Linked DNA regions of Sus scrofa: region 2 is linked to region 1. A link is a contact called in public HiChIP or PLAC-seq data. All regions are on one chromosome and are shown on one strand. The core of a region is the stretch at or near the end of the contact, and the rest is flanking DNA. Distances in the headings are between cores, read along the strand shown.

Region 1 (6,817 bases), core at 510-3,009:
AGATGTACAGATGGCCAATATCCCTGATATCATATTAGAGAAATGCAAATCAAAACTACCACGAGATACCACCTCACACCAGTCAGTATGGCCATCATTAATAAATAACAAATGCTGGAGGGGGTGTGGAGAAAAGGGAACCCTCCTGCACTGTTGGTGGGAATGTAAGCTGGTACAACCACTACGGAGAACAGCATGGAGGTACCTTAGAAATCTATACATAGAACTACCATATGACCCAGCAATCCCACTCTTGGGCATATATCCAGACAAAACTTTCCTTAAAAAAGACACGTGCACCCGCATGTTGATTGCAGCACTATTTACCATAGGCAAGACATGGAAACAACCCAAATGTCCACCTAAGATGATTGGATCAGGAAGATATGGTATATATACACAATGGAATACTACTCAGCCATAAAAAGAACACGATAATGCCATTTGCAGCAACATGGATGGAACTAGAGACTCTCATACTGAGTAAAGTCAAGTCAGAAAGAGAAACGCAAATACCATATGTTATCACTTATATCAGGAATCTAGCATATGGCACAAATGAACCTTTCCACAGAAAAGAAAATCCTGGACTTGGAGAATAGACTTGTGGTTGCCAAGGGGGAGGGGGAGGAGTAGGGTGGATGGGGAGCTTTGGGTTAATAGATGCAAACTATTGCCTTTGGAATGGATTAGCAATGAGATTCTGCTGTGTAGTGCTGGGAACTATGTCTAGTACTTATGATGGAGCATGATAATGTGTGAAAATAGAATGTGTACATATATGTGTAACTGGGTCACCATGCTGTACAGTAGAAAAAAAACTGTATTGGGGAAATAACAATTTTAAAAAAGATTTCACTTAATTATTATATCAATTTAAGTTGCTGCCTTCTCCACTGACAAGAGATTGTAGCAATTTCATCATCTTTCTCTTTCTGGTACAGAGAGGGAGACACCCTCACCAATGAAGATTTCCCTGATAAATGGAAATGTCCCTGACCAAAGGGTAACTTCTGTTCAGTTTTCAAAGCTTCCCTTGTGTCTGCTATTTCTTAAAAAAGACCAGCTCAAGACAATCCTTATGCCAAAGAGGCATATTTGGGGGTGCATATTCTGCTCTCCTTTATGGCCAATTAGAAAGCACATTTTTCACTGAGTTAATTATTTTCCATAACCTGTAACTGCATTATAGTACAAAGTTGTCATATCTCTGGGGATTTGTAACTACTCAGCCTAAAACTTAAGTCTCTGTTGGCTGTGTTGGCCATATCCAGCAGCCATAGCAATCCACAGCTTCACTGATGGGAAATGTGGGAGTATTAGCTGGCTAGGGCTGTCATCAAAAAAAATAGAAATCTATTCTTTCACAGTTCTAGAAGCTAGAAGTCCAAGGTGAAAGTGTCAGTAGGACTGGTTCTTTCTGAGGGCTGTGAGAGAGAATCTCTCCTCAGCTTTTGGTGGTTTATGAGCAATTCTAGGTGCTCTGGTTTTTAGAAGCATCACCGCCACCTCTGCCTTGGTTGTCACAAATTTCCCCCTTTTATAAGGACGCCAGTCCTGTTGGATTAGGGTGTACCCTAATGACCACATATTAACTTGATTACCTCTATAAAGACCCTATTGCCAAATAGGATCTCATTCTGAGGTACTGGGGGTTGAGACGTCAACATATGAACTTGGGGGATAGATAGGGTACTGTTCTACCCTTTACAGTGGGGAAGAGCTAAGTCTCTGATTGTGTGAAACCACAGTCTTGAAAAGCCTAGAGTCACAGAGTGCACAAGCCTGAGCATCAACAGGGAGGGGGGTCCCAGGGAAAGGGTGCCACCTCCCTTGCCATGGATTACGGCAACATAGCTTCTACCTCTTCACATATTGGTGTTCACATGAGATTTCCTGAAAAAAGGAAAACTGTCAGGAAGGGAAAAGGGGAGTTGTTCAATGGATACAGGGTTTCTATTTTACAAGATGAAAAGGTCTAGAGTTCTGGTGCACAGCAAAGTACCTCTGCCTATCACTACTGTACTCTACACACTTACAAATGGTTCAGACGGTAAATTTTATGTTACGTGATTTTTATCACATTTTTTGAACAAAGCACCCCAAACTATATTTGCTCAACTGATTTTTGTCTTACAGCAATATTTCCTGAAGAGGAGACTCACAGACGATGACTCATTTTCCCAACATATGCAGTTTTTAAAGGTTACACTCCACTTACTGTTAGCATATTGGCTATATTCCTGTGTTGTACAATACATCCTTGTGGCCTATCTTACACCCAATAGTTTGTAACTCCCACTTCTCCACCTCTTATGTTGCCCCTCCCCGTCTTACTGGTAATGAGTAGTTTGTTCTCTGTATGTGTACCACAATTTTTTAAAAAAAGAGAAGTCTGTCATAAACCCATGCTCCATGGAAGGACTAACCATGCCCTGTAGCCTGTGCCACACCACACAGTGACAGCTGTATTTGCACAGGAAAAACAAATGTCAGCCACATTCTGCCCCTCGCTCCATCACCACAATTTCTTCTTACCCTGAAATTCCAAGAATCTCTGAGAACTAATTCTCCTGTTTTACAAAGTTATTTTTCCTCCCTCCTGAGAATGAATCTGATTTTCTTAAGAAACGTTCCAATGCATACGTGGTTTTGGTTCAATGACAGTTATAGGCAAAGCATGAAACCTGAAAATTTCAACCTTGCTCCTTTCTATATTTTTTTTATTGTGTATGACTTTGGAAATACAAACCAAAAAATAAAGATAAAATAATACCATGATCCAAGGACTAAAATTGGAAATCAAAACACAATATATAAGCCATCCAAGAAGATGTGAAGTGCTATTGGATTGTGGTTTTATTTTACGTTTCTCTAAGGACAAATGTGACCATATTTTCATGTGCTCATTGGCCATGTAAGAATATACATTTAGAGAAAAAATGCATATTCAAATTCATTGCTTTTTTTTTTTTTTTTTGTATTTTTGCTATTTTCTTGGGCCACTGCGGTGGCATATGGAGGTTCCCAGGCTAGGGGTCTAATCGGAGCTGTGGCTGCCGGCCTACACCACAGCTCACGGCAACTCCGGATCCTTAACCCACTGAGCAAGGCCAGGGATCGAACCCGCAACCTCATGGTTCCTAGTCGGATTTGTTAACCACTGCACCACGACGGGAACTCCTGTAAGAATTCTTTATATGCCACGGATACCAAAACTTTATCAGATACATGATTTACAGGAAAGTATCCGTAGTATACAAATACTGGTTCCCAAACTTTGTTAATAAAATCTATTACACAAGGGGGCGCTAGATTACATATAATAAATTAATCTCGTAAAAGAACAGACAAATTAGCTTTAGAATATAATTTAACATAAAATAAATTGTAGCTATAGTTGAGAATTGTCAGTATTAACCAATTGAAGAGTTTTTTTCACATTCCACGTGGAATTTAATCTCTTTTTACATCTGAGATTTCAAAAGTTTCTTTGAATGAATTCTACACACACACACACACACACACACACACACACACAAACATGCATGGCAAATCAATGCACCCATCTCTCATTTGATCTGAAATAGCAATGAGGTCTAAGAGTATTTAGCTTTCTTACCTATGTAATGCATTAAGTAATTAGAAGCATTTGTCAAACTCCACTGGTGATGCAGCATGTCTTTTAAAAGGTTATTCATTTACACGGATTTTAAATTTAAACATTTAAGGGAATTACATGTTATCATGAATCATAGTTCATTCTGGCCGGGTCATTCCTCCTAACTTTACACTTTCCCATCCCACAGAGGTATTTATAGGAACTATCAAGAACAAATCAGCAAAATTTTCAGGAGAGGGAAGAAATATCCGGAAACATTTATGTCCTCATTTCAAATTTGTCCAGTAAATGTCCATAGTATAAAGATTTGAATTTATGTAGAGGAAAAAAATCAGACATCTCTAATTAAAGTCCAAGGGGGAAAATTTTCACAGTTCTAAATCTCATTCTGCAGACTGGGTATTCAATTAATACTTTTTTAAAGATAACCCAAAAGTTTACTAAGTCTCTCCCTATCCCCATTGTTCCCATCACTACATTAAATTAAAAACAGTGTATGTTCTTAGGATAGATGGATGTGGATTTAAATCCCAGGTGCAAAGCCTCAGTTTTCTCATATCTAAAAGAAGATCGACATTCTCAATGTATTTGGTATATCATGATGGCATTATTTATTATGTAATAATATCTATAAAGTGTTGGATATACTTCTTTCTTTTCTCTTTTTTTTTTTTTTTTGTCTTTTTAGGGCTGCACCCACAGTATATGGAAGTTTCCAGGCTAGGGGTTGAATTGGAGCTGCAGCTGCCAGCCTACACCACAGCCACAGCAAGGAGGGATCTGAGCCACGTCTGCGACCTACACCACAGCTCACAGCAACGCCGGATCCTTAACCCACTGAGCAAGGCCAGGGATGGAACGTGTGTCTTCAGAGATGCTAGTTGGGTTCATTACCACTGAGCCAGGGTGGGAACTCCTCTCTCCTCTTTCTTTTCCTTTGTCCCTTCCTAAATTCTCTGATTTCAAAAAGTGTCAGGTGTCTTGCAGCCATGTTTAATATTTTGTTGTTTTTAATTTGTTAATTTTTCCTTGCCCCCTCCCTGGACACCCCAGTCCCCACAACCACGTTCAAAAACTCTCATGAGGAGCTCTTCGTGGGGGCTGTATTCCAAAAACTTTGCATAGTATCTGTGCAAGACTAAGAGAATCAACCCTACAGTTTCAGAGGTCATATTCCTTTCCTATTATTACTGATTTCAGCTCTACTGTGGGTGCAGTGATACACTAGAACTGTCTTAGGCAGGGTTTTTAGCAGTAGGCAACTCCATTAAGGTAAGGTTTTTTTGTTTCTTTGCTTTTTTGTTTTTTTTGTTTTTTTTTTTAAGGGATAGAAGCAACTCCCAGAATTGTTGAGACGACTGCAAAAATGGGCTGAACTTCCAAGGAACTGCTGGCTCTTCCACAGCATGAGGCTGTTGAATCAGAAAGCCACTGCTGCTGATACCAACATGCTACCGGTGACAAGCTCTCTTGGGGAGAGAGATGGTGCCCCGAACTCTGCTTTTCCCTCTGTGTAACTCAGAGTAAGAGTCTCTTCTAATGCTAGAACCTGAGTTACTCCTAGAACTCCACCTTTAACAAAGACTGGGGAAGTAACTCTTTTATAGCACAGGAAGGCACAATAGAATTGGCGTTGTAGGATTTTAAATGTCAATCCAGAGAGTCTACATTCTTTGTTTTCTATTTGGTTTGTTTTCATATAATTATTAGAGCTTTTAAATACATTATTAAACACAAGTCTATGTTCTTCTAACATTACTGGTGAGGAAGATGGAATATATAGAGATTCAATGATATGACATTATATATAGGGCTATCTAGAATATTTTTGAAAGTAACCAAACTCAGTAATATCATATTATCTATTTTCTAAGCAAGACTCTGTATCATACTTTGTATAGATTAAATACAGAATTTTAAACACCGAGCAAGAGATTGGTCAGTGGATTATTGTTTGCGATAATTCTTTTTTTCCAGAGGTATTTGTTTAACCTTTGAAAAAGCTGGGAGCTGTAGTTTCTAATACCTTGGGTTTTTTAATTCACTTGAAATTTCTTTTTATCCTGGAATAATTCAAAATACACTCTAAGCAAGAATTCCATCAAATAAAGAATTGCTAGTTTCTTGCTGGGATGACTATTGAACAATTTTCCAGTTCCAACTTAGCTTCTACCGGGCCCATTATGTTGGCCCAGGACATTTTACAAAGCTATGGAAGACCTTCCAAATGAGAAAGATTGTCGGCATAACCCAGAGGAAAATCAGATTAAACTTGAGTTCCTTTGATACGTTAAATAATTTCTCCTATCTTTGCTTTCCAGATCTGACTTGTGCTCTGTAATTTCTATTATAATATCACAAATTAGAGGTAATATTAGGTTTGCAGAGCACAGTGAGCTTGAAAATTACTAAAATGGCTCAAATTTCCGCTCCTGAAACCTTTCATAATACCCTTCCTTCCTTTCTTTTAAACAAAACAAATGTTAAAGTGCCTTTAAAATGCCTCAAAGTAGCATGCTAGGCTCTTTATGTACATTGCTTATTTAACTCTGATTTGAAAGCTGCAAGTAGTTCCAATCAATAACCAGAGAAAACAGTTTTGACACCATCAGAGATAATAATTATTAATTCAATATTTAAATCAGGACAATGAATAGATGTTCCACTGAACAGAAATGCTTGATTTAAAACTCATCCATTTCCATACCCAGGTTATAGTGGGATGGGATAAAAAAATGCATTTATTTGTCTCTGTATTCATCAGATTCCTAAGATGAAACAAAGGCACTCAGACTGAATCATCTGAAGATAGTTAAGGAAAAGGACATTTTACAAAGATGTGGGCAGAGATTAAGGAATCCAATGTGAAGAGAGTAGGACTCAGAGTTTGGTAAGAGCAGGTGGGCATGAAGAGTTATATCACCTCTGGGCTCAAAGAGGCGGGAGGTGGAGTGTTAGCAGAATCTGATGGGGCAGTTCTATAGAGGGCTGCATGATAGCAACCAAAATCTTGAGCAAAGATACAGATAATCTGGTGTGGCCTGAAGAGATGGCTGGCACAATAAACACCCCATTCACTCTTCTCCCATACTGCTCCAATAGCCGCTACTACTTTCCATTGGCTGAACTTAGCCAGAAACAGAAACAAGGGAGTCATAATTATTAACACAGGACTAGGGCTCAAAGCCAGAGCAC
Region 2 (6,255 bases), core at 3,337-5,836, 410 kb after region 1:
TTTTGTTGAATGATTAGGGTGTTTTGTTGGGGAGCTTAATGAGTTGGAGTTTTCCCACTTTGGGAACTCTCTAAAGGCAGTGCTGACTTTATTTTTTTTTAATTTTTTTTTTTGTCTTTTTGTTGTTGTTGTTATTGTTGCTATTTCTTGGGCCGCTCCCGCGGCATATGGAGGTTCCCAGGCTAGGGGTCGAATTGGAGCTGTAGCCACCGGCCTATGCCAGAGCCACAGCAACGCGGGATCCTTGAGCCGCGTCTGCAACCTACACCACAGCTCACGGCAACGCCGGATTGTTAACCCACTGAGCAAGGGCAGGGACCGAACCCGCAACCTCATGGTTCCTAGTCGGATTCGTTAACCACTGCGCCACGACGGGAACTCCAGCAGTGCTGATTTTAAATGCACATTTACTCAGGAAAGTGAAAGTACCCACAGCTTTTAGAAACTGATATTATGAGAAATCATCACAACTGCATGACATGTTTTTTTCCTGATGTGTTGGAGAAATGATCGGTCATTATAGGGCATGGACACTAAGGATTGGTGATCCCCAGAGATCATATTTCATTTATTTAAAAAACATGGGCAAGCTGTGATCCTTTAGTGAAGTGTTATCTTGAGATGAACATTGGGACAAGAACTTATGCCACAGAAGTTTTCATTTTTGCTGATATAAGTGTGTCCGTGTAAACTTGTTCAGAGTGATGCCAGTTCTGTGCTGTGATGTTTGGCTCCTGGAGCTACCATTAATCAGTGGCTGCATTTGCCATTGGCCTTGTATCTTTTTGGCAAACATTTGCATCTCTGCAGGTTTGTGAGGTAATGGGTAATAACTGACTTCTTGGGCAATAGCCCGCTGAGACCCTATCTGCTGAGGCCCAATCCGCTGGGTTCCAGGGGGAGCTCTAACAGTTATTGGGTTGGGGCCTAGCCCTGTGGAAGGGAAGCTCATTTGCCTTATTGTCCACTTTTGCTGCATTTGAATACATCTTTGGTTGTGAGTGGTACACATTTAGATGGGAGTCTGAATTGCAAGCCTTGCTGTTAAGACTAAGTGCATTTTAGATTTAAAGAACTTAATGACACCAAAAGGTTCTGGCCTACAGAAGGAAGAAAACAATTTCAAACCCAACTTGGATATAGATAAGAAATTCAACTTTTGAAAAGTATTTCGTTATCATTAAGTATTTTGATTCATTAGGAAAACGTATTTTGTTCCATTTGTACTTGGAGTGAGGGATATAAAAGTGGTAAGAATTCTTGTGCTTGTGCTTATGTAATGATAGACAGTGGACTAATTAGTTACAATTAGTCATTTTAAGACCAGTAATATGTATTGTTGAGGTATCTAAAGGGGTTTATACATAGTAAGAAAAGAAGTTTGTGAAGAGTTTATAAATCAGTTTAGGAAGGTGGGGGCAGAAGAATGCAGTGAAATGGGTACAGTCTGTGCATAGACTGGGATGATGCAGAGGGGCTGGACCCTGGCTGGAGGACTGGTAGAGGTCCTTCCAGACATCTGGAGTTCAAACTTGTTCTGAAAGACAGGAGGGATTGACTGTATTAGCTAAGTTGTGGCAAAATGAATATAACATCTTAAAAAGATGAGCAGGATTTGGCAGAGGTCTGCGGGTGGTGTGTGTGGAAGGCCTGAATTGGTGTTGAACGCTGGGAGAGAAAAGTTGATTGATGCACGGTGTTTCCTTTACGGCGTGACATTTATGTTGTTCAATTCACTTTAGCCCAGAGTTTGAGGCTCTGCCTTAGACATATTCGATCTTGTCTGTCAGAGTCCTGTATTATTATGGGGCTTGGGAAAGAAGAGTCCCAAGGCTCTTCTTTCTCTTCCTTTTGCCAAGCAAGAAAAACAAAACCCTCAAACCCAACACCTACAAACAGTGAACGTTTAAAAGAGACAGCTGGTATCCACAGGGACTTGGGTTCGATCCCTGCCCTTGCTCAGTGGGTTAAGGAGCCAGTGTTGCCGTGAGCTGTGTGTAGGTTGCAGATGCTGCTTGGATCCCGTGTTGCTGTGGCTATGGTGTAGGGTGGCAGCTGTAGCTCTGATTTGACCCCTAGCCTGGGGACTTCCATGTCCTGTAGGTGTGGCCCTAAAAAGACAGAAAAAAAGAGAGAGATGGAAGGGTCTAGATGATTAGAGTGCCAGTTTATTAGCTTAGAGAGGGAAGTATAGGCATGAGGAATAAAGGCATCATCCTGTCTAGTGTGTGGTCTGCTCGATGGTCACATGGTGCAGTGTCAGGTAGTGAGTGGTGACTGTGGTGTAAGAACTGAAAGATTGATTATCATAAGAGCCGCCTTGTGAGTAATTCATTAACATTTTCTGCACTGTTAGCTGCCTGTTCCTGGGCGAGGTGCTGTGTTTTGCTCATATAGCACCAACAAAATGCATCCGGTCCCTGTCCTCATCCGTCCTCACAATAAAGCCATTCTTGTCAGAAGGGACAGCGTGTGGGTCAGTCTGACCGCATACTCCCTCCCTCTGAATTTCTTTTCTCTGTCTCCTCATTGCTGGTCACTCTTAAGATTGGCAAACTTTTTTTTTTTTTTTTTTTTTTTTGTCTTTTTAGGGTCGTACCCATAGCATATGGAAGTTCCCAGGCTAGGGGTCCAGTCCGAGCTACAGCTACCGGCCTACACCACAGCCACAGCAACACCAGATCTGAGCTGCGTCTGCGACCTACACCACAGCTCATGGCAATGCTGCATCCTTAACCCACTGAGCAAGGCCAGGGATTGAACCTGAAACCTCACGGTTCCTAGTTGGATTCGTTTCCGCTGCACCACGATGGAAATTCCCAAGATTGGCAAACTTTACTTAACTCATTTAAATACTTTCAGTCATAGTGCCTCAAGTCTTAGTGACTTGGGGGGCTGTTTGGTATCTTTTAGGTGATTTTGCACAGCTTTGCTTTGATTCATTTTCTGATTTTTCAATGCTATTAAAGGATAATCTTATATTTAGGTTTCCTTTGGCCCCCATGAACTGCATGTAATGTGGAATAGGTCAAGACTGCTGGTGGGGAAGTTAACCAGGCGGTCAGCTTGGGTTCAGCTTCTCACAGTTGTATACCAGCTCTGCTCTGCTATGCTGCTTGTCCAGCATTTCCATACCTTGGGCTTGGAGGAGAGAAGGTTTGCTGTGAGAATGAAAACAGAGATGAGCCTACCAACCTTTGCAAAGAACAGATGACAGATGCTGGAGATGCCAGTGAAGGAGAAGATGGAGTTAGAAGCAACTGGGAAGTGAAAGCCTAAGGGGAAGTTGATTTTGTGGGAAGATGATTTTTGACAAGGCCACCCCAGGTCATCCAAGTTGGAGGTAAATATGGACCAGTGGTTTGATATTGTGACTTTGGTGATTGATTAAGGCTAGAAACGTACATTTGGGCAGGCTCCATGAGATAATAATAGCTGTCTGATCTTAAACACATCTGTTAAAAAAGTTCCATGGGAGTTCCCATCAGGGCTCAGTGGAAATGAATCTGAATCTGACTAGTAACCATGAGGACGCAGGTTCAATCCCTGGCCTTACTCAGTGGGTTAAGCCTTGCTGTGAGCTATGGTGTAAGTCACATATGTGGCTTAGATCTGATGTGGCTGTGGCTGTGGCTGTGGTGTAGGCCAGCGGCTACAGCTCTGATTTGACGCCTGGCCTGGGAGCTTCCATGTGCTGTGGGTGTGGCCCTAAAAAGACCAAAAAAAAAAAAATTCCTTATTTTCCTTAGGCTGTTGGTTTAGTGATTAATAATAAAATAGCTAACATTGTGGTGTAATGTTAATTCATTACTGTATGCAACATCTCATTTAATCTTCAAAACGAGTAGGAATTGGATACACTTATCCCTATCACATGGGAGGGGAAACAGGCTTAGAGAGGCTCCCAGGGTCACGTGTTTACCAAGGGTGGAGTTGGGACGCTTAGGTGTTTGACTGCTGAGCTTACACTCTTAACCACTTCACTGTATGGCCTCTCAAGAAAGCTAATGGCTTTAAAAACAAAACAAACTTTAAATAAGAAGGATAGAATGAGGCCTCCAGTGGAGCTGGACTGAGATTTGGGATGATACTCAGAATGAATATAGAGGAAGTGGACCAAGAAATAGAATTCAGAGAAGGATGGCTTTGAATTCAAATAGAAATGTGCTAAGAAGGAGATTATTTATTTGTTAAACATCAGCTTAGGATATAAGTGGAGGATAGGAACTGAAATCTTTTAGGGTGGCCTTTTATCATTCTTGGGTATCACCTCAAATGTCGTTTCCTCAGAGAGGTCCTAGATTAGTTGGGATGGGATAGTATAAGAACCATGAGTGTCCAGTACTTATGATAATGTCCAGGGTCCAGTGGGCCCTTGACAACTGTTAAATAAAGGAATTGCAGCAGTCGATGTAAGCTGTAATAAGACCTGTAAGAAGGCCCTCAGAGACCTCTCAGTCTAGTCTGAGAACATGATTGTTAAAGTATGAATAAGTTGTCGTGTGCTCAGAGTTGACACGAGCACTTGGCTAGTGGTCTTGCTTACTTGCCATCTGTCACATGCCATTCTAGGACAGAAATGGGAACCTCTTGAACAGAGGAGGCTTAGTCATTCCTTGGCCTGGGTAGAAGACACTTTTTAATGAGCACCCCTCCTCCTGGGCAGCTCTGCTGCCTCATTTCCCCAAAATCTCAACCACAAGTTCCATGTTTTAGTGGTATTCGATTGCACAATACTCATTCTCCTCATGAACCTTCCATACTGCTCCAACACTTGTGATAGTGCCCGCTATCTGTGTTTCCTTGTCCTTACCTGACAAGCTTCTACTTGTCCTCAAAATTCAATTAAAAGGGGCTCATCCTAGTGACATTTTCTTGCACTGCCCTTGCCCCTGCCACAGTTGGTTTCTCTTTCCTCTGAGACCCTGCCCATTGTAGACCTTTCATATTGCTTTATAATTATGCCTTTGCATCCATCTCCATGAGAGAATGGGAGTGCTTTGAGACATGGGTCATGTCTTACCTTCCTCCTTTTTTCTCAGAGTTTAGCCCAGTGCCTGAGTCATAGGGAGTATTCAATAAATAGATCCTTGAATGAGTGAAATAATAATGGCTGCCTGCCACTTACAAGCTGGCAGGTTTCTCTACTATTTGTTTTTAAAAAGGCGTATTTGATATGAAAAGAAAGTTCATTACTTCTGTAGACATAGAGTTCTTTTCAGGAAAGGGAAGTTTGTATTTGTGTCCACCGAAATCTTTGGCTCACTGAAGCTTAGATGGAAATATTTTGGAGGGAAGGTGAAAGACCACAGGAAAAGACATACATAGGAAATTTACATCCTTCCAGTGGTTTTTAGGCCATTGTGACTGTGTAAACTTTTAGGGTAACAGATAAAACAATAAAATCTTTTTTAAGTATTTAATTTACTACTTAGTAATTACATAAATAAAATAGCAGTATATCATTAATCAGTATTGGGAGGATTGCTTTTGCCAAAATTCTTTCATATTAGGAAGCTTTTTATGGAAAAGTTTTTATCTAACATTGTTTTCCAGGACATAACATCCTCATTTCTTTCTAAATCATTTGAGATTAAGCACTTTTTTGCTCATTTATTCAACATTTATTGGTGCCAAGCAGTGTTGTAGGTGATGGAAATAGAAAGATTTACAAAACAGAAAATTCCTGTTTTCATGAAGTCATGTTCTAGAGTTGAATCTGGTGTGATGATGTCATAAGGATTTTATCCAGAGACATATTTGAGTACTTAATATATGTAGTTATCCACAATATCTGACAGAATTCAATTTTTGAAAGATTTTTAAATGGCTTACATGTGATGGCTTTTTTCTTTTTTTTTTTTTAAGCTCCCCTGGGCATACAGAAGTTAACGGGCCAGGGATTCCCACCCTCACCACAGCAGTAACAAGGCCAAGTTCTTAACTGATGGGCCACCAGGGGACTGCTATGGTGATGTTTTTTATACTTTGGAAGGAAATACACCCCTAGGAACGATGGATTAATGTTGATTGCACTATTCTTATAATGGTTCTGACATAGATTTCTTACTAGGTACCAGGTACTATTGTATAACTAGAACTTTTTTGGGGGGGTGGGGAGGGGTGCTGCCCTGTGGCACATGGAGTTCCCTGGGCCAGGGATCAGATCTGAGTTGCAGTTGTGACCTACACCACAGCTGTGACCTGGGCTGCAGCTGCAGCAACACTGGATCCTTCAATCTACTGTGCCAGGCC

The links. HiChIP or PLAC-seq counts read pairs in DNA pulled down with a chosen protein or histone mark.
Region 2: a contact with region 1 is called in an H3K27ac HiChIP or PLAC-seq map of alveolar macrophages. The contact joins two enhancer-like sites. A contact is called at or near these places in 1 of 47 Hi-C or Micro-C datasets (epiblast stem cells) and 1 of 2 datasets of contacts at active chromatin or transcription factors (alveolar macrophages).

The regions. Positions count from the first base shown.
Region 1 is chr1:32,047,587-32,054,403 of Sscrofa11.1, forward strand. The region is part of intron 4 of LOC106508846 (a long non-coding RNA gene); the gene reads right to left. Among named protein-coding and RNA genes, the nearest start is that of ARG1, 31 kb to the left of the region's middle. Within about 2 kb of position 1,760, at least 3 of the 83 cell types and tissues checked have an H3K27ac peak or open chromatin away from gene starts, as enhancers often do. A contact at or near this core is called in alveolar macrophages, where this site is marked.
Region 2 is chr1:32,457,800-32,464,054 of Sscrofa11.1, forward strand. All of the region lies in intron 1 of EPB41L2 (band 4.1-like protein 2), which reads left to right. Among named protein-coding and RNA genes, the nearest start is that of EPB41L2, 43 kb to the left of the region's middle. Within about 2 kb of position 4,587, at least 11 of the 83 cell types and tissues checked have an H3K27ac peak or open chromatin away from gene starts, as enhancers often do. A contact at or near this core is called in alveolar macrophages, where this site is marked.